Regions from separate parts of the Danio rerio genome. Here region 2 is linked to region 1. A link is a contact called in public Micro-C data. All regions are on one chromosome and are shown on one strand. The core of a region is the stretch at or near the end of the contact, and the rest is flanking DNA. Distances in the headings are between cores, read along the strand shown. Region 1 holds the start of noxo1a (NADPH oxidase organizer 1a). Region 2 holds the start of tbl3 (transducin beta like 3).

What was found. Hi-C and Micro-C count contacts between places; a contact is called where the count stands out from the background.
Region 2: a contact with region 1 is called in a Micro-C map of caudal fin, with 5 times the contacts expected there. The contact joins the promoter of tbl3 here to the enhancer-like site in region 1. A contact is called at or near these places in 2 of 18 Hi-C or Micro-C datasets (caudal fin and an unstated tissue).

The regions. Positions count from the first base shown.
Region 1 is chr3:67,140,341-67,148,140 of GRCz12tu, forward strand. noxo1a (NADPH oxidase organizer 1a) reads left to right here and starts at 7,675. Exons shown (of 8, transcript NM_001077584.2): 1 at 7,675-7,800. The coding sequence starts at 7,749. Within about 2 kb of position 4,396, at least 21 of the 62 cell types and tissues checked have an H3K27ac peak or open chromatin away from gene starts, as enhancers often do. A contact at or near this core is called in caudal fin, where this site is marked.
Region 2 is chr3:67,181,848-67,189,647 of GRCz12tu, forward strand. tbl3 (transducin beta like 3) reads right to left here and starts at 2,893. Exons shown (of 23, transcript NM_001007402.1): 1 at 2,722-2,893; 2 at 2,566-2,617; 3 at 2,372-2,467; 4 at 18-65. The coding sequence starts at 2,753. sco1 (synthesis of cytochrome C oxidase 1) reads left to right here and starts at 4,827. Exons shown (of 7, transcript NM_001309798.1): 1 at 4,827-5,136; 2 at 6,964-7,077; 3 at 7,345-7,435. The coding sequence starts at 4,927.

The DNA.
Region 1 (7,800 bases), core at 3,146-5,645:
AGTCAATGGTTACCTGTTTTTAGCGTTCCTCAAAATATATTTCTATGAGTTTCTTTTTTTTTTGTTGAACACAGAAGCAGATGTTTTGAAGAATGTTGGAAACACATTTGTTTTTTCTACAATGGAAGTCAGTGGTTACTGATTTTCAGTTTCTTCAAAATATCTCTGTTAGTTTCTTTATTTTGTTGAACATAAAGGAAGATCATTTGAAGAATGCTGGAAATCGGTACCCTTGACTTTCATTCGTTTTTTTCTACTATGGAAGTCAATGGTTACCGGTTTTTCAGCTTTCTTTAAAATATATTTTTATGAGTTTCTTTCTCTTAAACGCATATAGGAATATATTTTGATGATTGTTGTAAACCGGTAACCATTGACTTCCATTCGTTTTTCCTACTATGGTTACCTACAGTGGGTACCTGTTTTTAGCCCTCCTCAAGAGATATTGCTATGAGTTTATTTATTTTGTTGAACACAAAAGAAGATATTCTGAAGAATGTTGGAAACATTTCGATTTGATTTTTCCTATTGTGGAAGTCAATGGTTACCGATTTTCAGCTTTCTTCAACATAACTTCTTATTAGTTCTTTTATTTTGTTGAACACAGAAGAACATATTTTAAATATTTTAGAAATCGGTAACGATTGACTTGCAATTGTTTTTTTCTATAATGGAAGTCAATGGTTACAGGTGTTCCGCTTTCTTTAAAAAATTTTTTATTAGTTTCTTTATTTCGTTGAACACATAAGAAGATGTTTTGAAGAATGTTGGAATCATTTTTGAAACGATGGAAGTCGATGTTTACTGGTTTTCAGCATTCTCCAAAATATCTCATTTAGTGTTTAAAAGAAAAAAGGAAACTCGTAATGTGTTTGGGAGAGTAAATAGTGAGTAAATATTCATTTTGGGGTGAACTCTCCCTTTAATCTGTCATTCATTTATTTTCAGCTTAGTCTGTTTATTGCCACAGCGGCATGAACCGCCTTTTTAATCACTATTAATGTTAGTTTTTAATAAATTAACAGCTTAATTAGTTCATATTTACTTATGTTTACTAAACTATAGATAACATAACACGACCTTATAATGAAACACTGAATCTGTTATGTGTAATAACGTGTTTATTAATGGAATTATGTAAACTACAATGCTTCTCCTAATAAATGCTCTGCATAATGAAGAATAATGTTAATGAAGAGGCTATAAACATGTTTATTCATGTGGACTCTAATAAATAAGCTATATTATTATATATACTGAATTATTTATCATTACAGAGCATTTATTGGGATAATTATGAGCTGTATTGTACTGAAACATTGTGTTATTAACACATCTGTGCATTAATTAATAACTAATGTGTTCATATATGCTTCGTTATCGTTAATGAGTGCATTAATTACTGTTGATCAGCACAACTGTATTGTTTAAAAGTGTTGCCGCTGTTTTTAATAGTAGACTAGTCTGTGTTTAACCCCACAAATAAATAGCATTAACACAGATATTGTCGTATTTCCACCTGCTTATGTCTGGCTTTATTTAAAGAGACAGTTCACCATTAAAACACGCTGCTCTTACTCAGAGTTTACGCCTCTTTTCTAGCCCAAATGTCTGAAAACTCTAAAATCAAGAAGCGTTTTATAGACAAATATTACATCTTGTGATGATTTCAGTAATAATGAGTCAGATTTAAGTGAGTTTTTCATTAAAACAAGCAAAGTAATCAGCAAAAATAAGATTATTTTGCTTTGTTTTAGTTGCAATCTCTTCATTTTGACTGGTTATTTCTGAAATCTACACTATGTTTAATATTCGTCTACAAAACGCTTCTTTATTTGAGGGTTTGTGGATGTTTAGGGTTGATATTTTAGTGTGAACTGACCCTTTAAAATGTTTTGTACATACAAATATGATCCAACATCACAATAATCACAGGTTACATTGAAGTCAGTGCACAATAATAACCGCAGCGCCCTGTTTTGCAGATCACATGTGTGGTTTCTCTTCTTTTATAAAAGCAGAACGGTGTGTGTGTTTTCTGGATGGTGTGTGAGTATATACACACACACACACACGTACATAACGGGGTGTTTGTGGCGTAACACACACCAGTTCATTCTCTGCAGTTACAGACGGCTCTCTATGGGCTCAGAAGATCAGAAATAAAGACTATTGAACGTGTGTGTGTGTGCGTGCGTGTGTGTGTGTGTGTGTGTGTGTGTTTCATCATTTCAGTAATATCATTAAGAGTTATGAATGATCTTTTTGTTGGCACAAAGCGAAACCAGATGGGCGGCTTAGTGGTGTCGCACTGTGGCCTCACAGCACTCAGGTCTCTGGTTTGAGTCTCGGCTGGGTCAGTTGGTGTTTCTGTGTGGAGTTTGCATGTTCTCCCTGTGTTGGCGTGGGTTTCCTCCGGGTGCTCCGGTTTCAGTCCAAACACATGCGCTATAGGGGAACTGATCAACTACACTGGCTGTAGTGTATGAGTGTGTGTGTGTGTGTATGGGTGTTTCCCAGTGATGGGTTGCAGCAAGAAGGGCATCCACTGCGTAAAACCTATGCTGGATAAGTTGGAAGGTCATTCCACTGTGGCGACCCCTGATTAATAAAGGGACTAAGCCGAAAAGAAAATTAATGAGTTGGCGGTTCATTCTGCTGTGGCGACCCCTGATGTATAAAGAACTAAGCCGAAAAGCAAATGAACATATGAGTGTGTGTTTGAATGTCTGTATGAGTTTTTCCCAGTGATGGGTTGCAGCTAGAAAGGGCATCCGCTGTGTCAAATAAATGCTTGAATAGTTGGCGGTTCATTCTGCTGTGGTGACCCCTGATGAATAAAGGGACTAAGCAAAAAAGAAAGTGAATGTGTGTTTGAATGTATGTATGGGTGTTTTCCAGTACTGGGTTGCAGCTGGAAAGACATATGCTGGAATATTTGCTGGTTCATTCCACTGTGGCAACCTCTGATAAATAAAGGGACTACGCCGAAAAGAAATGAATGTGTGAGTGTGTGTTTGAATGTCTGTATGGGTGTTTCCCAGTGCCGGGTTGCAGCTGGAAGGGCATCTGCTGGGTTAATCAAATGCTGGAATAGTTGGCGGTTCATTCCGCTGTGGTGACCCCTGATAAATAAGGGACTTTAAATAAATGTTTAATATTTATTTAAATGAAGCGGCTCCTTTAACCAGCAGGTGGCGCAGTTTATCAGCTTTTCTTCTAATATTCTGACCTGCCCAATACATCATCACTATATTACAACACATCATGCATTATTGCTGTGTTATACTGTTAGTGTGTAGTTATTTCTCATTTTACTTATTAAAAACATTTTGCAAATTATAAATTACATTGATTATAATTAAAATATTAATATTAAAATATATAAATTATATTATTATTTTACTGTTTTTTTACAAAATTATAAGAAATATTTATTTATTTATTTTATTTTCGGCTTAGCCCCTTTATTCATCAGAGGGCGCCACAACGGAATGAACTGCCAACTATTCCATCATATGTTTTACACAGCGGATGCCCTTATAGCTGCAACCCAGTACTGGGAAACACCCATACACACTCATTCACACTCACACACTATGGCCAGTTTAGTTCCCCTATAGCGCACGTGTTTTGGACTGTGGGGGAAACTGAAGCAAACCCACGCCAACACGGGGAGAACATGCAAACTCCACACAGAAACACCAACTGACCCAGCCGGGACTCAAACCAGAGACCTTCTTACTGTAAGGCTACAGCACTACCCACTTTGCCATCAATTATTAAGCAAATTAATTCCTAAACCCTCCCCAGAAAAGATGCAATCAAACAACAACTGGGATTTGATGGAGGAAAAATAAATCATTAAACAATATAATAAAAGAAAGAGACTTTTAATTTGTCATCAAATAATGATTAGCATTAACTCCCCGACAGACACATTGATTATCTGACTGATCTCAGCGGCTCTCTTCTGTAAATCACGATAACACTGACAGTCATTATTATTTATAATAATAAAAAAAATTAATCAAACAAGAAACATCTGAAGGATGAAGAAGCAAACTAGAAGCTCCACTTTTATGACAGCTTTAGGCTCATTTCAGCTTTCGTTCATCAGCAGGATCTCTGCAGCTCAGAGGATCATTGTTCCTGCATGACGTCACGTGGTTAACAGTAAGGACGACTCGCAGCAGGAAGAGGCCGCTTTACATTTACCAACACTGCTGTAAAGGAGGAAATCAGGTGAAACTGTTGACAGCATGATTAACACTCGCAGATTTACACAATATATAATCATAAATAAACATGAATGAAGCCAGTGCTTTAACATGGGAGAGCGCATTCAGCCAGACGGTGTTAGATGATTCTCCTGAATGCGGTGTGTGTACAGTAGCTGTGTGTCGTCTGGGGGTTATTACAGATTAAAGTGCTGGAGTTATAGTTATTTCCTCCCAAAGTGAGTCTAGTAAAGTGAAATCGCTATTTCTTGCTGCACATATATGCTGCTTTGTATCAGATTTGCATAGTGTATTATCTAAAATGGTCTATATTAATCAATGCATAATAGTCTATTGTTATTTAACAACAACAACCAATCAGAGTACAGTAGAGGTGTCTGGCCAATCAGAGTAGAGTGCAGTAGAAGTGAAGAGCAGGGGAGCGGCTGGGGGGGTTTTGCGCTTTGGGTTTGGTTACTGGGATGGAGGTTGCGTGCTGTATTCGGTGGGCGAACATGCACCAGACTGTACCAAAAAGCTGGGGGGGGTGGAAGGAGGTGTTTTGATCTGGTAGACAGAACAACATGGGAATTTGGGTCTGAAATACTGAAGACTCCTGTGAAAACCGTGAGTGTTGGAAGGTATGCAGAACAGAGTCTTCTGACCAATCAGATTACAGTTATCTGACCAATCAGAGCAGAGTCTTCTGACCAATTAGAGCAGAGTCTTCAGACCAATCAAAGGCAGAGCAGAGTCTTCAAACCAATCAGATTAGAGTTATCTGACCAATCAGAACAGAGTCTTCTGACCAATCAGAGCAGAGTCTTCTGACCAATCAGATTACAGTTATCTGACCAATCAGAACAGAGTCTTCTGACCAATCAGAGCAGAGTCTTCTGACCAATCAGATTACAGTTATCTGACCAATCAGAACAGTCTTCTGACCAATCAGAGCAGAGTCTTCTGACCAATCAGATTACAGTTATCTGACCAATCAGAACAGAGTCTTCTGACCAATCAGAGCAGAGTCTTCAGACCAATTAGATTAGAGTTATCTGACCAATCAGAGCAGAGTCATCTGACCAATCAAAGCAGATAAAGTCTTCTGACCAATCAGAGCAGATAAAGTATTCTGACCAATCAAAGCAGATTAGAGTCTTCTGACCAATCAGAGCGGATTCGAGTCATCTGACCAATCAGATCAGATTAGAGTTATCTGACCAATCAGAGCAGAGTCTTCTGACCAATCAAAGCAGATTAGAGTCCTCTGACCAATCAGAGCAAATAAGAGTCTTCTGACCAATCAGAGCAGATTAGAGTTATATGACCAATCAGAGCAGAGTCATCTGACCAATCAGAGCAGATAAAGTCTTCTGACCAATCAGAGCAGAGTCTTCTGACCAATCAAAGCAGATTAGAGTAATCTGACCAATCAGAGAAGAGTTATCTGACCAATCAAAGCACAGTAGAGTTAACTTACCAATCGGAGCAGTCTTCTGACCAATCAGAGGAGAGCGATCTGTCCAGTCAGAATAGAGTATAACCATCTAACCAATCAGAGTAAAGTAATCTGACCAATCAGTAAAATAGATAGTAAAAAAAATCAAAAACTAATTATTTATCATTATTTAGCATGAAATATTATTACTAAAACACAAAAAATACTAAATAAAACTAAATATTACATATATATATATATATATATATATATATATATATATATATATATATATATATATATAAACAAATTTTAACACTATAACAAAAAATAAAATTGAGTAAAACACACACAAAATAAATTAAATGTAAAAATAATAAAGTAATTTGAACAAATGTGTTGTCGAATCAATGAACGCCATCACTTATAAACCTCATTGTAATATATTACAGCACAAATGTGTCTGATGAGGTGTAAAGGTGGTTTTTCCAGCAGTGTGGAAATGTGCTAAAATAAACACAGGTGTATCCGTTTCACACCTGAGAGGAAGCCCCGCCCACTGCTGTTTCCCCATGCCAATAATAACCTGCAGGAATGTGTCTTTATTTAGCTTCTGTTTCCAGGAACGTCTGGGCTTTACGACCCTCTGTACGTGATCATCAGCACATCATACACTCATTTGTAATATTATGTTTATATTATATTATTATGTTATCATGATAACACTGACACCAATGCACACTTAAAGGGACAGTTCACACAAACAATTACTATTTACTCAGTATGGACTCGGCATTTACCTGACTGAGCTTCTTTCCTAAAGAAGATACTTTGAAGAATGTTGAAAAACTGGTAACCATTTACTTCCATAGGAAAAATAAATACAATGGAAGTCAATGGTTACAGGTTCTTCAACATTCTTCAAAATGTCTTCTTAGCCTTCAACAGGAGAAAGAACCCCATAAAGGTTTGAAACAAGGGAAGGATGAGTAAATGATGACAGAATTTACACTTTTGGGTGAATTGTGCCTTTAAATACACAATTAATACACAAACGTGGGATTTGAGGCGATTTAATTGAAATTTTTGAGTGAACCGACCCTTTAAAACACAATTGATACACAAACGTGGGATTTGGGGTATTAAATATACATTTTTGAGTGAACTGACCCTCTAAAATACACAATTAATACACAAACATGGGATTTGAGGTGATTTAATTTACATTTTTGAGTGAACTGACCCTTTAAAACACACAATTGATACACAAACATGGTATTTAGGGTATTAAATATACATTTTTGAGTGAACTGACCCTCTAAAATACACAATTAATACACAAACATGGGATTTGAGGCGATTTAATTTATATTTTTGAGGGAACTGACCCTTAAAATACACACAGATAATATTGATAACCTGGGATTTAGGGGATTGATACCTTATAAGGTATTTATTTTGTTTTGTGTAATGTTTTATTTTTAATAAGCAACACTGCCTGACAAAACTTTTCTTACAGCTTACCAATTATCACTTTATTTCTAGACATTAATAGTGTATAGTTTACCACTAAATGTGCGTTTATTTGCTTTTTCTAATTAAATAATTTTATATTCAGGTTTATTTTTATTTCATGACATTTTCAATGTCTATTAATACTTTCTGGTGGTTAAACTCGGAGTAATAAAAGTGATTCTCGTTAAATAACAGGTGTAAACAGGTGTAAAATAACAATAATACAGAAATATATAGGCCTAGTGTGAGTCAAGTTATGATGACATCCTCAGTAGACAAAGAGAAAAGCACAATAAGCTATAAGGTGTCGTTGAAAAGTCTGTCATAATGCAACCTTATTTGCAAAGAAACAATGGAGTCGAATTCCCTGACATGTCAGGCTCTTTCGGAGAATGTCAGTCGCATCACGGCGGACTTTCCGGTTTGTGAAATTGGCGCGCACCTGTTCCCGCCTCCGACTGGAAATGCCATAAATAGCGAGAAAGACAAGACAGTCGGACATTAGAAGAAGAGCTGAGCACAACAGCACAACAACACAACATATAAACACATTATAACACTGCAAAATGCCCGAGATGGACGAGCAAAGACACCCCGTCAATATTCAGCTTCTAGGAGTGATGCAGA
Region 2 (7,800 bases), core at 1,643-4,142, 40 kb after region 1:
ATGCTGGATGGTCTCACCTCATCATCAGGGCTGAGAGCGAACGCTGTGATGTCCTCCTGATCCTCCTGTTCAAACAGAAGGTAAGACGGTGGTTATTAGGACAGAAAGGGAGTAAATAGTGAGTCAGGCCGTACTCACACTATGTACAGTTGCCTCAAACCAGGCCAAAGCACGCTTGTCCCCCTCCCGTCTCCCCCAACGGCCCACGCTCACACCACAAACGGGCTTCGGCACCCTTACGTCATCGCTGCTGCGCTGTTCAGTGAGAAGCGCTCTCAGCAGCACAGTGGAGATTTCTCTAGTTATACCGTGTCAGTGGTTTGATATGCAGTCAGATATTTCGCCAAACAGTCCTTAGGGATGCGGGGACACGCAGTCAGATATTTCGCCGAACAGATCCGCCACTTTTGGCGCTCATAAACAATCATAAAGCCCTCGTGCTGCAGGAATGAGGAGGTCTGCTGAAGGTGCAGCTGTCATGCAGTGAGGGGTTTGCGTCTTTAATAAACTACAGCAGTTTGCGTTCACTGAACAGTCAGAATGATTAATAAATCCATATGAAACAGCCCCTTAAAAGTCACGTCTCGCTTTCAGTTTTGGGCCAAAGCCCAAGCCCAAGTGAACCGTGCTTAGGCATACCTCTTCCAACCGGGCCAGGGCCGGACAAGTGAACCGTGCTTGAGCCCGATTCAGCGCACTCACACTTCTCAAATGATCCGGGAAACGGGCCTGGGCACGGTACGGATGGCATAGTGTGAGTACACCCTCAGGTTTCATCTGTGGGTGAATTATCCCTTTAACTCAGGTGAAGTGCAGAGATCTGATAGATTTTAAATGAACAGTTTGTTTGTGTGTTTTTGTAGTTCTTTGCACAATGAATAAAGACACTTTTACCTTGTAAAACTGTTTGTGTCTGTGTCAAATTTGTATAACTACAGAAAACAGATCATATATATATATATATATACATATTAATGATGGGCAAATAAACGTGTTATTATTGCTTTACGCATTAATTAATGGCAACAATAATTTTATGCTGTCTGGCATAGCTTAACTTCTATTACAATTTAGGTTAAGTCCCGGCAGTGGCAAATATCTGTGGTTGTAAATTTAAAATATAAAAAAATAGGTTAACTGCTAAAATATTATGGGAATATGTTTGTTTTGATGCAGTTCATACATGCACTTATTTTAAAATCATGTATATATATATATATATATACACACACACACACACACACACACACACATACATATATAGATAAATATGTATGTATATATAGAGAGATCTATATAGCCGTTTTTATTCATTCATTAATTTTTTTGTCGGCTTAGTCCCTTTATTAATTTGGGGTCACCACAGCGGAATGAACCGCCAAATTATCCAGCAAGTTTTTACGCAGCGGATGCCCTTCCAGCCGCAACCCATCTCTGGGAAACATCCACACACACACACACACACACACACACACACACACTCATACGCATTTATTTATATACAATTATATAAACCTGAACAATGTGTAAAATATTTATCTTCTATCTTCCAAATAACAGTTCAGAATAATCCCAATGTTAATGAAATCTTTCCAAATACAGCTATATAGGATATGTTGTGTAACTGTATTCATATTGCAGCAAATCAAAAGATCTCAATGTCAGATTTCTCCAATATGGTGCAGCCCTGATTATAACTGGTTCACTCCCCCGTGACACAAAAATAAGTAAATAAATACATTAAATGAGCATGATTATATTCACATTTCAGTCCACAGTTAAGCTTAAAACTCAATTTTAACCTCATGGCAGCACAACACATATTATTAGTATACATGTTCATGAATGAATGAATGATTATGCATGTAAACTGACAAAAAAACGTCTGTTTATTAGCTTCTGTCGTTGAGTTTATAGTCCAGATATCTACAAACTCCTAAATCAAGAAGCATTTTCTAGACAAGCAACAAATAAAGAGTTGTTTTAAAAAAAAAAAATAGTCAAAATGAAGAGAGTTTCTCCTTAAACAAGCTGAATAATCTTGTTTTCACTTTAAAATATGATTATGATCAATATTCTCCACATTGGCAGATTATTCTGCTTGTTTTTGACTCATCAAACCCACTTCATTTTGACTCATTATTGCTGAAAACAAGTCTATATTGTATCCTGGTCCAGAAAATGCTTCTGGATTAAAGAGTTTTTAGACAAGAAACAAGATGAAACCCTAAGGAGTAGCAGTACTGTTAGCGGTTTAGTGTAGCATGTCCACTGTTAAACTGACTTGATCTATGAATGAATGAGTCTGTGTGGACACTGTTCTAATGACACACACACACACACACACACACACACACACACACACACTGACCTGTTCAATGCTGTGTATGATCTTCCCTGTGCTGATCTGCAGGATGTTGATCTTTGGTCCATAAGTGCAGAAGATGTGCTGCTCGTCTGCACTGACCTGACGGAGAGACAAGAGCAGGCAGGATTGATGACCGCCACTCATTCATTAACGCAATGCTAATATTATATTATTATGGTTATTATTGGCGATCTCACCTGCACTTTACCTCCCTTATAGAAAGGCTCGATTCTGCTGGAGACCGCATAACTAACACACAGATGATTAGAAGTCAAACCGGTTGTCAAAATATAGAGTTAGCATTGATCTGAGCTAGCCAGAATTATCTTACAACAGACGGAAACGGCGCTTACTTTGACTTGAAGAGCAGCGTTTTCCCAGCCATGGCAGCCCGCGCTGTTTTCAACTCCTCGTCGATATTGTAAATGTTGCTGTTATTGTTAAAAGTTTATGTGTTTATTATTTTTGCAGCCCTTGGTGATACACGCATGGTGCATGTGTTCATGGATGTTGTCGCACAGATATGACGTCAAAATGTTCACGCGAGTACCCCAGTGACGCCTAGCGGCAGACACGCGAACAGCATCAAAGAGCAGTTAATTATAATTAGTAGTAGTGTAGTAGTAGTAAATACTACTAATAGTAACAGTAGTGATAACAATAATTACAACAGTGCACTAGTATCAACAATTCTGTTATATAAACAGTAAAAAAAACAAATTAATGAATGAATTATATAATTATTTTTTTGCACGAATTATTAAACATAAATGAATAACTAAATCAATTATTAAATGAATAAATACATGAAATATTAAACGAACGAACGAATGAATGATCGATTGAATGAATGAATTATTGAATGAAAGAATGCATGAACTATTAAATGAATGAATTACTGAATGAATTAGTAAATAAATAAATCAATAAATTAATGGATGAACGAATGAATAAATAAATTATTGAATGAATGAATGAATGAATTATTTAATAAATAAATTCATGAATTATTGAAAGAATAAATGAATTAATAAATTATTGAAATAATGAATGCATGAATTATTAAAGGAAAGAATGAATAAATTATTAAATGAATGAATGAATGATTGAATGCATGAATGAATGAATGAATGAATAAATGAATTAATTTTTGAAAGAGTTAATGAATAATAAAAATGAAGAAATTATTAAAGGAATGAATAAATAAATAAATTATTGGTTGAATGAATTCATGAATTATTGGAAGAATGAATGAATGAATGAACGAATCAACAAATGAATGAATGAATGAATTTAATTAATTATAAAAATTAATGAATTATTAAATGAATGAATAAAGAATTGAAGTTGAATTGGATGAACGAATGAATGAATTATTGAATGGATTAATGAATAACAAAAATGAATGAATTAATGCATGAATTATTGAATTTATTAATAATAGAATAAATGAATGAAGTATTGAATAAATGAATGAATGCATAAACTATTGAATGAAGGAATTAGTAAATTTATTATTAAATAAATGAATGAATGCATGAATTAGTGAACAAATAAATGAATGAATTATTGAATGAATTAATGGGTTACTGAATGAATTGTTAAATGAATGAATTAACAAATGGACTAATGAATTATTCAATGAATGAATGAATGAATGAATACACAAATAAATGAATGCATGAATTGTTGGATGAAATAATGAATTAGTTAATTAATTTATGAATTATTAAAATGAATGAATAAATGAATTTTTGAATGAATGAATACATGACAAAATCATTGAATGACTGAATGCATGAACTATTGAGTAAATAAATTACTGAATTTATTATTAAATGAATGAATTAATGCCATGAATTACTGAACAAATGAATGAATGAATTATTGAATGAATGAATGAATGAATTATTGAATGAGTTAATGAATTATTAAATGAATGAATGAATGAATGAATGAATGAATGAATGAATGAATGAATAAATAATTGAATGAATGAATTATTGAATAATTGAATGAATAAATGAATGAATTATTGAATGAATGCATGAGGTATTGAACGAATTAATTTATTATTAAATTACTTAATGAAATATTAAATGAATTATTTATTTTTTGAGCAAATGAACGAATGAATGAATGAACGAATGAATGAACGAATGAATGAATGAATGAATGAATGAATGAATGAATGAATGAATGAATGAATGAATGAATATTAGCGGGTACATCTGCATAAGATGATTAGTGCTTGTGCTGAATCTGTTTTCTGACCAACACTAGCTCTAGATGAGGACAAACGCTCTTCAGCTGAATGTTAACTTCTCCTTCAGCCATGTTAAACCTGGATTTCCCATATAACAACACTGATGCTGGCGCTAGATGTCAACAACATTCAATATCATACACTGCACGCGAAGAAGTCAGCTATCTCTACGTCACTTCCGCTCTCAGTTTCACATCATCCTCAAGCAGACCTCAGATCAGTTCGTGTCAGCGTGACCGTTAATATCCGCGGTTGTATAATCATAACAGCTGATGCCGGGTCAGTGGTTTGTATGCGGGGCTCAGATGGTCACTTCCGCGTAGCTGATGTGCTGACTGTTAGCACCATGAGTTTAGCAGCAGTTTTGGGTTTAAACAGTGTAAGATGTCAGATGTTCAGGTTAGTGTGTGGCAGTAAAACATGTAATGGTGTTTTGAGTCTGCGCAGTGCGGAGGGAAGAGCTGCGCGCGCATGTGCAGTGCGCTCACACAGCAACATATCGGTAGGTCATTCACTTACTACAGTAATAATATTAATAATAATCATAATACTGCAGCACATTTATTGATTTATATGTGATGGAGGAATAATTACTGCGATTTATTTCCAGATGACATCCGCCATTGTTTATGTATTTGTGTCAAAAAACTAAAAGGGGGTTATTATATGCAATTAATGTCATTATATAATGCTTTATATAGTAATGATGTTGATTTATTTAATAATAATGTTGTTTTTAATATTTATTTATGCCTGTGAAGCACTTTGGGTTGGATGTTATGTAGGAAAAGTGCTATATTTGACTGCTATACTGTACATTTAGTGCTATACTGTACTGAAATGCACAATAATTACAGTGTTATACAGGTCATTCACTTATTACAATATTTATAATAACAATTATACAGCACATCTAAGGGTTTATATGTAGAGTACTAATTACTGCAAATTATTTCCAGACGACATCCGCTATTATTTATGTATTTGCGTCACAAATGAAAAGGAAGTTATCAATAATATAGCAATAATGTTTATATAGAAATGATGTTGTTTTTAATAATTGTTTATGCTCGTAAAGCACTTTGAGTTGGATGTTATGTAGGAAAAGTGCTATATTTGACTGCTATACTGTACATTTAGTGCTTTACTGTATTAAAATGTATTATTTTTAATAATTAAAGTGTTATACAGGTCATTCACTTATTACAATAACAATAATACAGCACAGCTATAGAATAATAATTACTGCGATTTATTTCCAGACGACATCCGCTATTATTTATGTATTTATATAAAAAATTATGTTGTTTTATGTAATAATTATGTTTGTTTTTTTAAATATGTTTGTGAAACATAAAATGTATTAATGTAACAATAATAATACAAGTGTTATATGACTTGCAGTTTTGTGATTGATATAAATAATTGTGTTTAATCATTAACAAATGATGGCTGCTATGCATATTTCTCATTTATTGATGGATTTACACCTACTAAGAAGTTATTCAAGGTACTAAATACTAATAAATATAGATATATGCCAGACAAAGTTATATTTGGGGTAATGTGAAAACAAAATACCCAAAATATTTATTGCAATTAATTTTTTTCTGCCACTATTTGTTAAACCACTATAGCTTTTACACATTCGTCAGTATGAAGTTTATATTAATTTACGATATAATCAAATATGTATTTGAATACTTCAGTACAGGTCAGAATAATCATCTGTTGAGCTAAATGAGGAGGAAAACTCATTATTTTTATGTTTGATAATGTGATTTTTTTCATTGAAGTTACTTGATTTTAAATGTTCAGTCTGTGTATATACAAACACAATACTACATTAATAAATGCACAGCACATTTCTAATCATAATACATTTAATTAATCCTCTCCAAGAACTGATTTATGTTCTCTTCATCATGATGACAGCACATAATATTAGACTAGATATTCTTCAAGACACTAGTGTTCAGCTTACAGTGACATGTAAAGGCTTCACTAGGGTAATTAGGGTAAAGTTAGGGTAATTAGGCAAGTCATTGTATAACAGTGGTTTGTTCTGGAGACAATCCAACACTAATATTGCTGAAGGGGTGAATAATATTGAGCTTAACATGACTTTAACACTATTAAACACTGCTGTTATTCTAGCACAAATAAAACACATCAGACTTTCTCCAGAAGAACAAACATTAGAGGAAACACTGAGAGAAATTCTGTTCAACATCATTTGGGAAATACTTGAAGAAGGAAAAAAATCTGCAGCCGGGTGAATAAATCTAACTTCAATTTTATATATGACCTTCTTCCTCTTCTTCTTCAGTTATGGCGGTGTCGGACGGCTCCATGTGTGTCTGTTCTGCACATGCGAACACTTTCCACTCTTCCTCCACCTCCATCATCCAGCGGAGACAAACCCAGCAGCCGGAAGACTGGAGTAAGCTTCACCACAGCTCCTTTATTCAACATATTGTTGATATACATTAATATTTTTAAGTCTGCATGGACTAGAAGTTGCTGAGACTTTCATTTCATTATGTTGATGAGCTTCCAACTGAATATTGAGTAGGGGGCGGGGCTTGTAGTGAACTAACATTAGCAGGGGCAAGGCTAAGAATAAGAGAGGTGTGTAGTGTAATGTGCAGGTTAGTGGTTGACTAATAATTTCAAGCTTAAAAATGGTAATAATGTGTGTTTTCCACAGCCAGTGACATGGAAATCTCTCGCTGTCACGTTTGCGCTGGGAGGAGGCCTGCTTCTAGCAATGAAATACTTCAAGAGGGAAAAAGAGGAATGTAAGCATGAGGGTTCATGCATCTGAACATCCAAATTAAATCAAGTAATACTTCATTAGTAGCCCCTCCCCTTCACCATCAGCACCTCCCCTTTTCAGTAGCCTCTCCCCTTAATCAATAGCCCCTGCCTTTACCATCAACTCCTCCCCTTCGTTAATATTAGCCCCTTCATGAGCAGCCCCTCCTCTTCATTATAAGCTCCTCCTCTTCACCAGCAGCCCCTACCCATCACCATCAGCTTCTCCCCTTAATCAATAATAGCCCCTCCCCTTCAACAGTAGCTCCTCCGCTTTACCAGCAGCTCCTCCCCTTCATCAATAACCCCTCCCCTTCACTATCAGCTCCTCCCTTTCATAATCAGCCCC